Regions from separate parts of the Sus scrofa genome. Here region 2 is linked to region 1. A link is a contact called in public Hi-C data. All regions are on one chromosome and are shown on one strand. The core of a region is the stretch at or near the end of the contact, and the rest is flanking DNA. Distances in the headings are between cores, read along the strand shown. Region 1 has its middle 180 kb from the start of NAMPT. Region 2 holds the start of CCDC71L (coiled-coil domain-containing protein 71L).

Region 1 (7,026 bases), core at 3,261-5,760:
CAATGCCTACTCTCTCTATTTTTATTCAACATAGTTTTGGAAGTCCTAGTCAGAGCAGTCAAAGAAGAAAAAAGAAATGAAAGGTATCCAAACTGGAAAGGAAGAAGTAAAGCTGTCACTGTTTGCAGATGACATGATACTGTACATAGAAAATCCTAAAGATGCTAACAGAAAACTGCTAGAGATCATCAATGAATTCAGTAAAGTTGCAGGATACAAAATTAATATACAGAAGTCTGTTGCATTTCTATATACTAACAATGAAATACCAGAAAGAGAAATTAAGGAAACAATCCCATCTCCCATTGCACCAGAAAGAATAATACACTTAGGAATAAACCTACCTAAGGAGGCAAAAGACTTATACTCCGAAAACTATAAGACACTGATGAAAGAAATTGAAGAGCACACCAACAGATGGAAAGATAACCCATGCTTTTGAATTGGAAGAATTAATATTGTTCAAATGACTATACTACACAAGGCAATCTACAGATTCAATTCAAACCCTATCAAATGACCAATGTCATTTTTCTCAGAACTGGAACAAAAAGTTTTAAAATTTGTATGGAAACACAAAAGACCCTGAATAGCCAAAACAATTTTGAGGGAGATTTTGTCTCATGCTTTTATAGTTCTTCCCTTTCTAGTTATCTCTATCCATTTCTGGCTGGTTTGCTACTCACTCTAACCAGACCACATCTGAGCCTAGCATAGCCATGGATTTTTTGTTTGTTTCCTACCAAGTTTGCTACTTACACTGACAATAAATCTGGGCATGAATTTTGCACTCTGTTTCCAAGCAAGTCATTCCCCTCTAGCTGTATAGCTATTGATTTTCAGAGCTGGCTATACTCCAAAAAAGCTTCATTTCTTACCAGATGAGCTGGAGGAGATATGAAGCTGCCCCAGGCAAGAAGGTTGCAAATTCCCACTGTTCTTGTTCAAAGTGCTAGCAGATTTTCATGAATACATGCTTGGTAATTTGTTGTTTGCTTTGGTTAACTTCCAGAGTCCTTAAGTGATTATTCTTTGACAAAATTTTCTAGTTTTTTGTTTGTTTGTTTTGTTTGTTGCTTTTTAGGGCCACACCCATGGAATATGGATGTTCCCAGGCAAGGGCTCAAATCAGAGCTGTAGCTACCAGCCTACACCACAGCCACAGCAATGCCAAATCTGAGCCATGTCTGTGACCTACACCACAACTCACGGCAACGTTGGATCTTTAACCCACCAAGCGAAGCCAGGGATCGAACCCATGTCCTCATGGATACTAGTTGGGTTTAAAAGCCACTGAGACACCACTGAAACTTCCTTTTCCAGTTTTATACTTGTTTTTGGAGATAAAATTTTAATCTGTTCATTAAAGCTGGAAGTTCTGCTTTCAAATATATTTTTAATCACAATTTTGCTTAAATCAATATTCACTATAAACTGTAAATATGTAAATAATTTTTATAGCTGAAGTAGACAGTAAACTATGCTTATTTTACTATTTAGTTTTTCTTTGAGTTAAGAAAGGTCTCTTTTTTTCACTTGCTTAGATTAAATTTTCCCAGGCCATCACCTCAGTAAAGTTTTACTATGACGAAACATATCAGATAAACTATCATTTTTTTTCGTCTGGAGATGTTCCTTTTAGGAGTCCTTCGGGGAGTGGGGAAGGAGTGGCATGGACTGGAAGTTTGGGGTTGGTAGATGCAAACTATTACATTTAGACTAGATCAGCAATGAGGTCCTGCTGGATAGCACAGGGAACTATATCAAGCTTCTTAGGACCAGATTATGATGGAAGATAATATGAGGAAAAGAATGTATAGATATGTAGGCCTGGGTCATACAATTGCTGTAGAGCAGAAATTGGCACAACATTGTAAATCAACTATACTTTAATGAAAAACATTTAAAAAAAAAAGAGTCCATTTTTCCATGCCAATCTTGATTATTTTTTTTCTTTGGGTCTGTTGTATAGCTATTATTCTGAATTTTTTTCTCTCTTTTGTGTTGGGCACATTGCTTCCTGGGTTAAATGTCTTTGTCTTAAAGGTCATGTAAAATAGTGACCTAAAACACTGGCTCTGGAGTTCAAACTGCCTGAGTTCAGATTCTGGTTCTATACTATTACTGGTGCCATACTGGAGACATTGCCTAGCTATGCCTCAATTTTCCCATCTATAAAATAGTTATGAAAAAAATAGTACTTACCTCTTTCAGCTGCCCTGAAGATCAAATGAGCAAGTCTACAAATACTAGCTACTATCATTTGGGTGGGGTAGCTTTTGCTGGAGCATATGGAGCTTTTTGAGAAAAATGTAGCATTATAATTTTGGGGCCACTCCCATGGCATGCAGAAGTTCCCAGGCCAGAGATCAAACCCCGCCACAGCAACCACCCAAGCCACTGCAGTGACAATGCCAGATCCTTAACCACCTGCACCATAAGGGAAATCCCTAGAATTATAATTTTTGAGATATCACATTGATAATAATTCTACTAACACTTGGTTATCTAATTAGGTATAGGATTTTAGGTTGTAAAGTATTTGTCCTCAAAATTTTAAAGGCATGGTGCTATTGTTTTGTAGCTCCCAATTGCTGTTGGTATGACATTCTGATTATCATCCTTTTTGAAATTTTTTGGAATGTTTTATTCCTGGTGTTTTGAAATTTCATTCTGATGTGACTTAGGGTATTTCTTTTTTATTCACTGTGCTGGCTACTCCATTGACCCATTACACTAAACATTTTTCTAGAGTTATTTATCTGATAATTTCTTCTTTTCTTTTTGTTCAGGCTGCCCAAAACTCATATTAATTAAACATTGGATCTCAGAGATTGATTTTTTTATTCCCATTATATTTTATTTCTATTTTCTCTACTTAAATTTTTCCTTCATTCTGGAAGTATTCACTTCTAATCTTTCTATGAATTAAAAAAATTCTGCTGTCATTCATATTTTTCATTTATAAGAGCTCTTTTAAAGTTTCTTGTTTTTTATTTTATATGATTTTATTTTGTTTCATGGACGCAGTATCTCTTACCTTTCTGAAGTAAATGATATATTTTTTACCTCCTGTTCTATAAATTACCTGAGTTTTTTCTGAGTTCCTTTTTTTTTTTCCTGTTGGCTTTCTAAATATAAAGCAGCCTATCAAATTGAAGACTTCCTTGGATATTTAGTGATTTGGGGGCTCTCCTTTGTCATTTAAGAGTGAGGCACAAAAATTTCAGAGAGGACAAGACTCACTGACTACATAACAAGAAAACTTTTCTATTATGTGATCCCAAAATATCAATATAAATCTTTTCTTTAAGACTAGTCAGTGTTACAATAGTTGGCTTAGCTAGAGTAGGCTAGATTAGCCACAGTAATAAGTAAAAATTAAAAAAAACAAAATCTGGATGGCCTAACACAACAAATATTCACCATCCCCAGTGGTAATTGGTAGTGAGCTTGGCTCCAAGTATAGAGTTACTCAAAATTATCTAATGATACCATTGTTTCATGATGAAACTTCATGTGTTTGTTACAGCAGGGGAAAAGAAAGCATGGAAAAGTATGCATTGGCTCTTGAATAATTCCACCCACAAATAATACACGTGACTTCCTGTCACATGTGCTTGACTAAAGGAAATCGCATGTCCACTAAGGTCAAAGAGTAGAAAAGCATCGTCTTCCCAAGTGCCCAGAAGAAGAGAAGCACTAGCAAGACTGGAGAGTAGCACTAATGGTTACCTCACTGACTGGGTCGTTCTTTAAAAAAATTGTTCTCTCAGTTTCTCCTCTCCTCCTTACATTTTTCAGGCACAAAATATCCACTTGCCTGAGTATTGGAAGGTTGTTTCCTTTATTGTTTTCCTCTGATGAATAAAATTCGTTGACTAAACCCTGCAGAACTCAAGAAAAACTAGATGTAAACAAATGAAGGGTTCCTCTGTATACTGAACTCCCCACAGAAGTTAGAAAGCAACAGAAAGCCTTCAATTTTTCTTTCTCTATCATCCCATGTCTTCCTAAAGTCACTTGTGATCAGTTAAGAGATGAAATTGGGGGGAATAAAGGTAGCAGCAAACAGAGATGTAGTTTGGAGCTGGCTGCGGCCAGCTTCCAAGTGATGAGTTTTGCAATTTCTCCTTAACATTGTGCAGCTACACATGAAGGGAGTCAAGCATGCAAAGGGTGCTCTCCTAACACAAAAGTCATTTGGGACCCAGAGCCATGAATGTCAACATACTACCTCTGCAGTTTCCCAGGCAGTGATGGCAGAATTCAGGTTTCCTGGGCAGAAACAATTTAGATTCTTCAGTAAGAAAGGAGTTCAAATTTCGAAGGCAACACCTTCTCAAAGCTTGCATCACCCTGGACAGTGAACAGGTCCCAAGCATTATAAAAGTGACTGCAAACCAGATAAAATTGTCTCTGAAAGTTCACAAGAAGCCTTTAAAGCCAATCTGTTTCTCTGCCTCTGGTTCCAAAGAAACTAATTGTTCAGGATGCACATAAATGGCATCTGACTCATTGTTTCCTTCCCTACTTCTAACGGATGTTGAATTAATAACCAGCCACAGATATTCACTAAAGCTAAAATTAGCATCCTTGTCATAAAACGTTGACTTGTTCCAAGATTTGGAACCAGACTGGCCAGCAAACAAATGAATGCCTTAGCCTCTGTCAGCCTAAATCCGCTCTCTGAGCCCTCTGAGAAGAAGGCGCCCAGACTCATCCCCTACTCAGAGTGGAGGGTCATTGAGAAAGCTCCTGGGCCTCTATCTACGACCTTGTAGCATGCAGCTTCCCCCTCAGCTCCAAACAACCCAGGTGCACTGCTCTGTGAATTTTCCACTGGGCAAAAGTCTTTAACCACCTCTGGAATGCAGCCATTGCTATCTTTAAGGCCCCATTTGGCATGGCAGCTGATTTGCTAACTGAGATTCCCACCTTGATCACTCATTGGAGGTGGACCACCTTGGTGAAGGGCATGACCTTGGAGGAGGTGGCTCTTTGCAGATGGGACAATCTCTAAAGAAGCGGAAAACGGAAGGCTGCTGGCTTGCAGCACTCCCAGGAGTTGGAACTAAGAATTTTCATCGAAGGGGAACTGGATAACATAGCCCAGTGCCTAACATTGCTATTTCAAGTCCCTCCTCTGTGCAGACCCTCCAATCAGACTTCGTGCTTCTTCAAATTTCTGCCTCAGATTTCCTTGGGGGAATGTTTACAGACCAATGTCACTTGTCCCCAAACTACTTGATCTCCCTCATTATTTCCCACTTCATCTCTAATTTGTCATAGAGTCTCATCTATATCTGTCTCTGTGAGTAAGCTTAGTTCTATATTTATGCTTATGTTCACGTAGTAACTTTCCTTCACTGTTTTAAATAGCCAGCTCTTGTCTATAAAAACAAAGAATGAGGCTCCAAATAATGAAATATTTGCTGAACATATCTAACTTTTCATCTTTTGGACAGGCTTTCACAATGTAACTTGGGTGAAGAGGGTAAAAGTTAATTGACTTTCAACTCTAGGTTGCAAACTATTATTTGCTCCCACACAGTTAGGTTCTTCTGTGTTTCTCAGGAACCAAAATCAAGCTAATTGACTGCAAAATGTGTATTCCTGTGTATTTCTTTCAGTCCCATGAGAAATCTATTGGTTTTTCTAAATAAGAAGAGGGACTCATTTTCCCAAAATGGCAAGGGAAACTAGGCCAGCTAGAGTTAGAAGTTTTCTTTACATCTTCTTCTCTGGCCAAATAAGCTGAGAAGATGAGTTGATAAACTCTTTCCCAACCAGCTACAGGGTAGCCTCAGCAATATTCATCTTCACTGGGCCAAACAGCTTCTGAGTCTGTTTGTACCTAATGGCACCCAAGTACATTCTTAAAGTTCAATGACTAATCATCTCTGTGCTCTCTGGCTATATCCCTTGGTGCTCCATGTACAATAGGACAAATTAAGTAATACATTTTCTGGTGTGGACTCCATTCAATTGAATTCCTCCCCATATTTAGCTATTGTCCAGTACCAGTGGTCTGTGTGAGAACTGGGAATTCTTTCCCAGCATGGTCTCTTTTCTAAGCATAATTACATCCTAGGCTTAAAGGCTTAAGCCACCTCTTAGCAAGGCACCAGAAAAGACCCTACCCTTGATTTTTGCATATCTGGACAAGATCTTGTACCACCTCTAATTCTGGGTTAAATCTCCCTACTATTTCTAAACAAGGCTTCCAATAGAACAGAAATTGCACAAAGAGACTCCAGAACAAAGTGAGATCCACAGTGACTCTCAAGCAATACATGGGGGGAAGTGAGGTGGGCAGAGGGGAGAAGCAGAGAGACCTGAAGAGTCAAGAGAAACAAAAAAGGTGGAGTTCCCATGGTGGGGCAGCAGTAACAAACCCGACCAGTATCCATGAGGATATGGGTTCAAACCCTGGCCTTGCTCAGTGGGTTAAGGATCCAGCATTGCTGTGAGCTGTGGCGTAGGTCACAGATGTGGCTTGGATTTGGCATTGCTGTGGCTGTGGTGTAGGCTGGAAGCTGCAGCTCTGATTTGACCCCTAGTCTGGGAACTTCCATAGGCCATGGGTATAGTCTTAGGAAGACAAAAAAAAAAAAAAAAAAAAAAAAAAAAGAAAGAAAAATCATATCGATACTTTGAACTTCTAATCCTTAAGAAGACAGTCCCACTGACCCACCATTCAAGAGGTATCCTTTGAGGAGTTCCCCTGTGGCCCAGCAGGTAAAGGACCCGGTATTGTCACTGCAGCGGCCTGGGTCACTGCTGGGTCGAAGCTGTGGCGCAGGTTTTATCCCTGGCTCAGAATTTCTTCATGTTGTGGGTGTGACAAAAAAAAGAGAGAGAGAAAGCACTCTAGATCCCCATGGCTAGCTAAAGCTAACAGTGTTGTGTTTAATGAGAAAGCAGTTTCTCTCTGGGGTGCTACTTCACAAGTGGAACCCCAAACTGAGCTGGTCACTGTGGTATGATCTTTGGCTTAGGAGGAGCTAACAATGAAAAGAGGAT
Region 2 (7,026 bases), core at 1,706-4,205, 210 kb after region 1:
AAAGAATATATATAAGCTTCCTTTCACAAAGATATAATTTAACACTCTTCATCATCTAAGTAATTATCCACTTTTATTTATTCGTGTGACAGTGTCGGTAACAATGCATTTTCATTGAGTAGTGAATAAAAGAATACGAGGCATACTGGGAAACTGGCATAAAGTCATATTATATATATAATTTTTTTTTTTTTTACAAAACAAGTACACTGAAATTAAAGTCACAAAACTCCTACTTATGGACTATTAAAGTTGAAATTTTCAATTCAGAAAGCAATAGCATTTGAATTCTAAGATCGCAAGAGTCAAAATTGCAACTCTTATTAAAATAATTCTCCTAAGAAGCTGCCAAGCAGAGATAAGCCTTAATATTAAGGATATCGTATGTCAAGTTCTAGCCAGTATGAATCATTCCATGGCAGAATACTTAAATTTGAAAAATAGTGGTACAAAACACTACTTGACCCTTTAGATATTGCAGTAAAATCTGGCTGTGGCACCACTGGCTAAAAACCATTAAGTCTTGCTGCCACCAATGACCAAAGGCACTTGGATAATCAAGAATTCCACACTGGGCCATATGGTATAAATGCTATTATAAAAGTGTAAAAGAAGGGTCAGTACTGTGTGACTCGCCTGATCAACGATTCCTGTGGTCTTCAGCTGTCAACAAAGACCGGTAACTACAAACATAATTACAAATGGAATTAAGATTTTTTAAAAAGTTAACTCATGGAGCAAAAGTCAACTAATTGTCATAATGTTTATAAGAATAATGGATATTATTCTGGGCATTTCTTGCTATCCAACAACAGAAAGTAAAGAAAGAGATCTATTTTGCCCAAAGTAACTTCAACCAGTTATTTGATACCAAGAAATGCCCCCACCCCTCTAGATGACTAATAGTTCTGAGAATTCTAATGGGTATTCTGTTTATCATTTTAATCACAAAGTTTGAACACATTTATTTCTTCTCTGCTATTTGCAATTTAAAATAGGTTATCCTTCAACTATTCCTGGATTTGTATGTTAGACCAGTACAATGAAGCCAAATCATTTCCAATAGGATTCCATCCATCTCTTTAACCAACACCAGTTCTTTATAACTAATTTTTCTTTATCACAAGCCATGTGGTTTCAATGCACTTTAATTTTTATTTAATTAAAAAGAATCTTAACAAGTCAGCTTTTCCTAAACAGAACTTCATATGAGTTTATACCATTTTATTTAGGAGCTCAGTAAATATAAACATTAAATTTCAATATAAAATCTTTAGGAACACCTCAAAAATGTTCAAACAGTTGTACTTTGCATCTCTTTGTTTGTAATCACTGAGCCCATGGAATTCAAAGCATACAAATCCTTGCACTATTACAGTCATAAGCTTGAATCTCTTAGAAAAATATCCTTGGTCAGAGCTTTGGAATCCGGTTAAAATTAGGAAACGAATGGGATTCAGAATACCCTGAGTACAAAACAGGTTCAATCTTTCGTCCAGAAAGAGGGGTGGCAGTTGCAAAGAAAAATGGGGTGGGGGGAGGATTTGGGGGGAAAGCAAGTAGATTCTGGCTTTATTACACAAACACGAAACCAAATTCCTTTGGAAAAATAACGACTTCTTCAGAGAACTTCCAGACCAGTGAGGTAGAGTCCAAAGGGAGAAAACGGATCTGCCCCTCCAGTCCTGGAGATGTCTCAGTCCGGGGTAAGGAAGCATAGGGCCCTCCCCTGCGGGTCCGGCTGTCTCCTCCTCCGCAGCCCGGGCGCCAGGAGGCAGCGGAGGGCACACCTGTCCCTGAGCCCCAGACGGCGGCGCCGCGAGGCCGGGAAAAGCATCCGGTGACTTCTTTGCCCGTAAAGTGCACGAGGGGACGGGGTCCTGGCCGGATCTGTAAACACTCGACTGACACTTGTCCATCCCTCCAGGCGGAAGCCCCGTCCCTGGCCGGGAAGCCGTCGCGGGCTGCGTTTCACGCCCGGGGCACGGGGAAGCGGCGGAGCCTCACCACGGGTTCCAGGTTCACTCGCAGGACTTGGCTTGCCCGGCGCCGCGCCGCCGCCAGGCTGCGCTCGCCCCACACGTCGCCGCCGACGCGAATGGTGGGAAAGGTGGTCAGCGTCGGGGTGGCCGCCCTCCAGATCTCCTCCAGGGTGCGGCCCCCGAAGCAGGGCCCGGGCGCCGCGGGCTTGGCAGGGCAGCTCTCCTCGGGGGCCGGCAGCGGCGACAGCGGCGGCGGTGGCGGGGGCTTCCTCCGGCGGGCGGCGGGCGCCCGGGCTCCGCGGCGCCTCCTCCTGGCCGCCGCACTCGGTGCTGGCCTGCGTGTCCGGCCGCGGGCAGCGGGGGGTCCCGGGGGGTCGGGGACCAGGGCCCGGCAGGAGGAGTAGCCGTAGACGTCCTTGCTGCGCAGGATATGCGGGGAGAACTGGTGCTTAAGGCTGCAGAGGAAGCTCCAGAGCTCCGCGTCCGAGCTCATGAACTCCGTGCTGCGGGGCATGAACAGCTTGAAGGCGTCGCCCAGCGCCTTGGTGCTGTCGGCCAGCGACAGTTGAGACCGCGAGTATACCACCTTCTCCTCCCGCGCCTCCAGCTCGGGCCCTGCTCCCGCCCTAAAGCCGCCGCCCCGGGCGGCCGCGGCCGGGGCTGCCGGGGGCCGGCGCCGCCGCCTCTTCACGCTGCGCCGCATCGGAGGCCGCTCGCGGCCGCCCGCGTTCGCCGGGTCGCGCCGCCGCCGTCGTCCCCGCCCGCGTTCGGCTCTGCGGCGGCGGCCGCCGCTGGCGCCTCCCCGGCCGGCGCGTCTCTCGTTACTTTTCTCGCCGCCTCCGCCCCTCCCCCTCCGAGGGCGGAGGACGCGGGTGAAGATCCTGCCGCCCGGTACAAGATGGCGGCCGGCGCCCACCCCTGGGCTTTGTCATTGGACGGCGCCTCGCCCCCCTGGTTTCTCTTTCTTCTCCTCTCTTGCCTCCTTTCGCCCTCTGCCTTTCTTTAAATGTGCCCGCCTCAGGCTCCTCCCACTGCAGCCCCGACTCCACCCATTGGGTGCTCTCAGAAGAGGGGCGGGGACTAATGGGGGAGAGGCCAGTTCCTGGAAGATGGTGCTGGAGTGGGTGATGGTGGTGGCCCTTGAACGCGAGTCAACAGTTGGGTGGTTATATGAGGTGGGGGCCCTTGACTAGAGTGAAGGGTGGACATCAGCTCCACCTTGGGGAGAGTCACTCTCAGAGTGAGTGGGTGTGCATTTGTGGATTGAGCTGGGGGGGTCTACCAGTCGGAAATAACAAAGGGAGACCTACCCAAAAGCTGTGGTTTTTATCAGAGAAAGGGAATTTGGGTCTAGGTGTAGAGGGAATGGGCCTTTCACAGTTCCATTCTAAACCTTCATTTGGCTCTTTTGCATGTTCATCAACTCTTCCCACTTTGGACCCAAGCAACACTAGCAATCCAGAATCAAGTAGGCAATATGGACAGTGTAAGTGGCATTGTCTCCCTCTAGACAATGGAACCATCTTCACATTTAAGAGATACTCCACTTAATAGGAAAACAAAGCCTCTTATAGCCATAGAACTAAACACTCTGCTCAAGTTGATCAAAGATCATTTACAACAAAGCCATTCTCCTTACAGAAAATACCATTTTTAAATACAGTTTTTTTCTAAATGAGTACACTTCACTTTTCATTTAGTTTTAATATGTCCCTCTGCAGCACCATCTCTATCATTGAGAAGGAATGCAGCATCACAATCAAAAAGGTTCTGTTGAAGGGAACATTAAGAAGCCATTAACTTTTGTATTTGAGAGGAGGGGATTACGAATGTTTGTAGAGTAGTGGGCAGTTTTTAGTCCTCTTTTCTATCCTCAATATTTAGTTCAGTGTCTGTCAGATAGTGGGCAGTCCACCTTGAGTTTATCAATGAAATACCACTGATAGTTTAAAATGATATGAGAAAGAAGGATATATTGAAATCACTAAGAACAAGGATAATTTTATAGTTTCTATTTTACACTGCAATTTTCTCCTAACTCCATTAAATTTTTAAGGTTAAAAAAAAATCTCCTAATGCTTAGAACTCTGAGGTAGGCATGCAAATTTTACCCTTCAGTGAGCATCATATTTTGCAGTGGAGAACTGATAACAGCAGAGCTTTGTGACTTGCACACAGCTGCTAATGGTTCCCTTGAATTTGAGCTGAAAGATACCTAGTTCAATCTCCTTATTTCACAGATGAGGAAATTTGGTCACACAGAGGTTCAGTAATACCAGTTCTTGATCAGGACTAAGTCTTTGGATTCCTAATCTAGTGATCTTTATATGTCACTGGAGGTTTTTCAAATTGTGCTGCTCAAACAGGTTCAATAGAAAATGCTTTATGCAAGAGTGGGGTGATCAAGGGACAGAGCTGTACCCCTCTATCTGCTTCCACTCCTCCCCAAATTGAACAGTTTTTTAATCTGTCCTATATTGGATTTACAGATGATGTTTTCTTTGAACCAGACTTTGTTTTCATTTCAAAAATTAAAAACATATATATTTTAAAAGTTGCTTCTCTACACCAGAGCACTCTCTCCACACAGTGGGTCTACAGCAAAAACAAAACTTCCTCCCAAGAGACCAGTTCTCAACCTACCAAAATCATGGTAATTCTCTGAAGAGAAAATCATTTTCCTAGGAAAGCATACCCTTATCTCAGAACAAGATTATGGAGCCAATTACCAGCTTCCTAAATCCTTATAAAGAAGTGATATTACAACAACTCTTTATGTCACAATTCGTTCTCTTGGTAATTCTGGGAACACATACTAACATGAAATTTGTATAACTTCCATTGGAATGCCCCTGCAAGATAGACGTAGAAAATCTCACAGAGTAAGCCAGCAGAATGGTAAGGGGACTTTGTAATAAAAGGGTAAAGTAAGGTTCTCATATTATTATTTCCTCCCTTCCATGTTAATCATATTATAAGTACTTAGAGTACATAAATATGGAAACACTTGGGGTCTTTCATCACATCAGTATATACCAGACATCTACACAGACAGAATTGATTTCAATTAAAAGGATAAATCTTTTTATAAGACTTTTTATGCTAAGAAGACATAAGATTTCAACAAATTGCAGAGTATTTGGCAATTCATTTTTATAATACATGCTCATTTAATTTACTTAAAACCAAACAATATCTTTATGGGATATTATTAGATATTAATATCACACCAAAGTGCTTAAATTATTATATAATTTAATATCTGGCATTGTTTGATTTCTCTATTCTTCTGCTTCTTATTTTTACATTTCTTCTTCATCGCTACCTTTTGATTAACTTACACAGTCTTACAAATGATTCTTATCCATTCTCTGTGAGTAAAATTTATACATGAAGATAATATATTTCTTCTAGTTTCTGGGACTCTCCTAAGACACTAGAAGGTTTATGGAAAGCCAGTAAGTTAAAATTTTGTTCTTGAGGAAACATTGTTTAAAATGCTGAATTTATTCCTTTACCTATCAAGGAGAATGGGGCTATCTCTATCTGATAAATAGTGGTGGACAATAAGACTAAACAGCAACAACAAAAAAAACTAGCTATATATATATATTCTGAATTTATAATTTATGTAGTTTAAAAATGAAACAAAGTAGAATAAAGTGATAGGCAAAATTAAAAATAATACATAACTCTTAGCTATCCAGCACTTGTACTTTAAGATCCCACTTCTATAAAATAATTGACTTCTTGAAAAGTGGCCACGAAAATAAAAAAGTATATGTAAGTGGTTGGGAACAACCACCCTGGAATCAAATAGACTTGAGATCAAAGAAATCTTTGTAACAAAATATCCTTAGATAATTTTCAATCCCTCTGAGCCTATTTCCTCATCTATAAAATGGCCATAATCTCTAATAGATTGTTTTGAGAATTGGATAAGTTGACAATAGTAAAAGCTTTACTGTAGTGCCTCTATCACAGTAGACATCCAATAAATAACATGAACCTTTGCTCGTCTTACTTATGAGTATTCAACACATTTCAACTCCTATATTACAGTGAGAATCTATAGATTTTAAGTACCAGATTGGTGAAAAATCAAATGAGATTTTACAATGAGAAGGAAACTTAAGAGATCTAATGAGTCTTAATTCAGATGAGAATATTGAGATGCCAGGAGATCTTCCCAAATTCACACAGCTGAATTGTGGGAGCCTCTCAACTAGAATCTAGGTCTCAGTTAATCCAGAGTTTCTAGCATTCTTGTACTTCATCCACGGAGACAGCATAAATTTTTAGTTCAAATGAAATTACATAGAACATGACTCATCAAATTCACTATTTTTATTAGAATGGTTATAAAGTAATTTAGATTTTTTTATAAAAGTTATCTCAAAGCTCTGATAAGCTCTAAAACTGCTTAATGTAAATTACACAAAAACCATGTAAACTGAATGGCCAGGACTTCCACTTACAGGAGATGAAACATATGTACTCTCCCCATTTCTCTTGCTACTTTCAACTTAAAAACCCTGGACATAAGAAGACTAAAGAATGGAGAGGAGAAAGCAGACAGGCTAAGGATATCAGAGACCAAAAAACAACCCAGCAACAAGTTCTGTGGTTTTTCTTTTTTTCCTCTTTTCTGCACACATGTCAGACTGAGTACTAGAGAATCCAGCAACCAAGACATGCCAACAGACATAAAAGACATAAAAGCTCTAACAAAACCTTGCTCTCACTAGCTTTAGGATCAAGGAAGCAGTAGCCTAGCAAGACAGAAACTTTAGAAAATAATCAATCTGCTAGAGTGGAACACTACCAACAAAAACCAACAACAACTTCTCCAGATTGTAACTAGGCACCCCATCACCCCTCTTGGGGTAATGTCAGAGAAGGGCAAGGAGGGAATCATGAATCTCATACCTGCTGGACTTAAGTGAAGCAATTCTCTCCTATAGCGTCAGTGAAGACTATGTAGGGGGCAGTAACAAGACCTCCTACTCTTCCCAACCAGGGAGCTTTAGTAGAGGTCTAACAG

Evidence for each region. Hi-C and Micro-C count contacts between places; a contact is called where the count stands out from the background.
Region 2: a contact with region 1 is called in a Hi-C map of embryonic fibroblasts, with 3 times the contacts expected there. The contact joins the promoter of CCDC71L here to the enhancer-like site in region 1. A contact is called at or near these places in 10 of 47 Hi-C or Micro-C datasets (alveolar macrophages, embryonic fibroblasts, fibroblasts and 6 more) and 2 of 2 datasets of contacts at active chromatin or transcription factors (alveolar macrophages and skeletal muscle).

Annotation. Positions count from the first base shown.
Region 1 is chr9:106,334,776-106,341,801 of Sscrofa11.1, forward strand. No RefSeq gene overlaps it. Among named protein-coding and RNA genes, the nearest start is that of NAMPT, 180 kb to the left of the region's middle. Within about 2 kb of position 4,511, at least 6 of the 83 cell types and tissues checked have an H3K27ac peak or open chromatin away from gene starts, as enhancers often do.
Region 2 is chr9:106,542,369-106,549,394 of Sscrofa11.1, forward strand. CCDC71L (coiled-coil domain-containing protein 71L) reads right to left here and starts at 2,956. Exons shown (of 1, transcript XM_021063516.1): 1 at 1-2,956. The coding sequence starts at 2,685. The coding sequence ends at 1,972. All of the region lies in intron 2 of LOC102163285 (a long non-coding RNA gene), which reads right to left.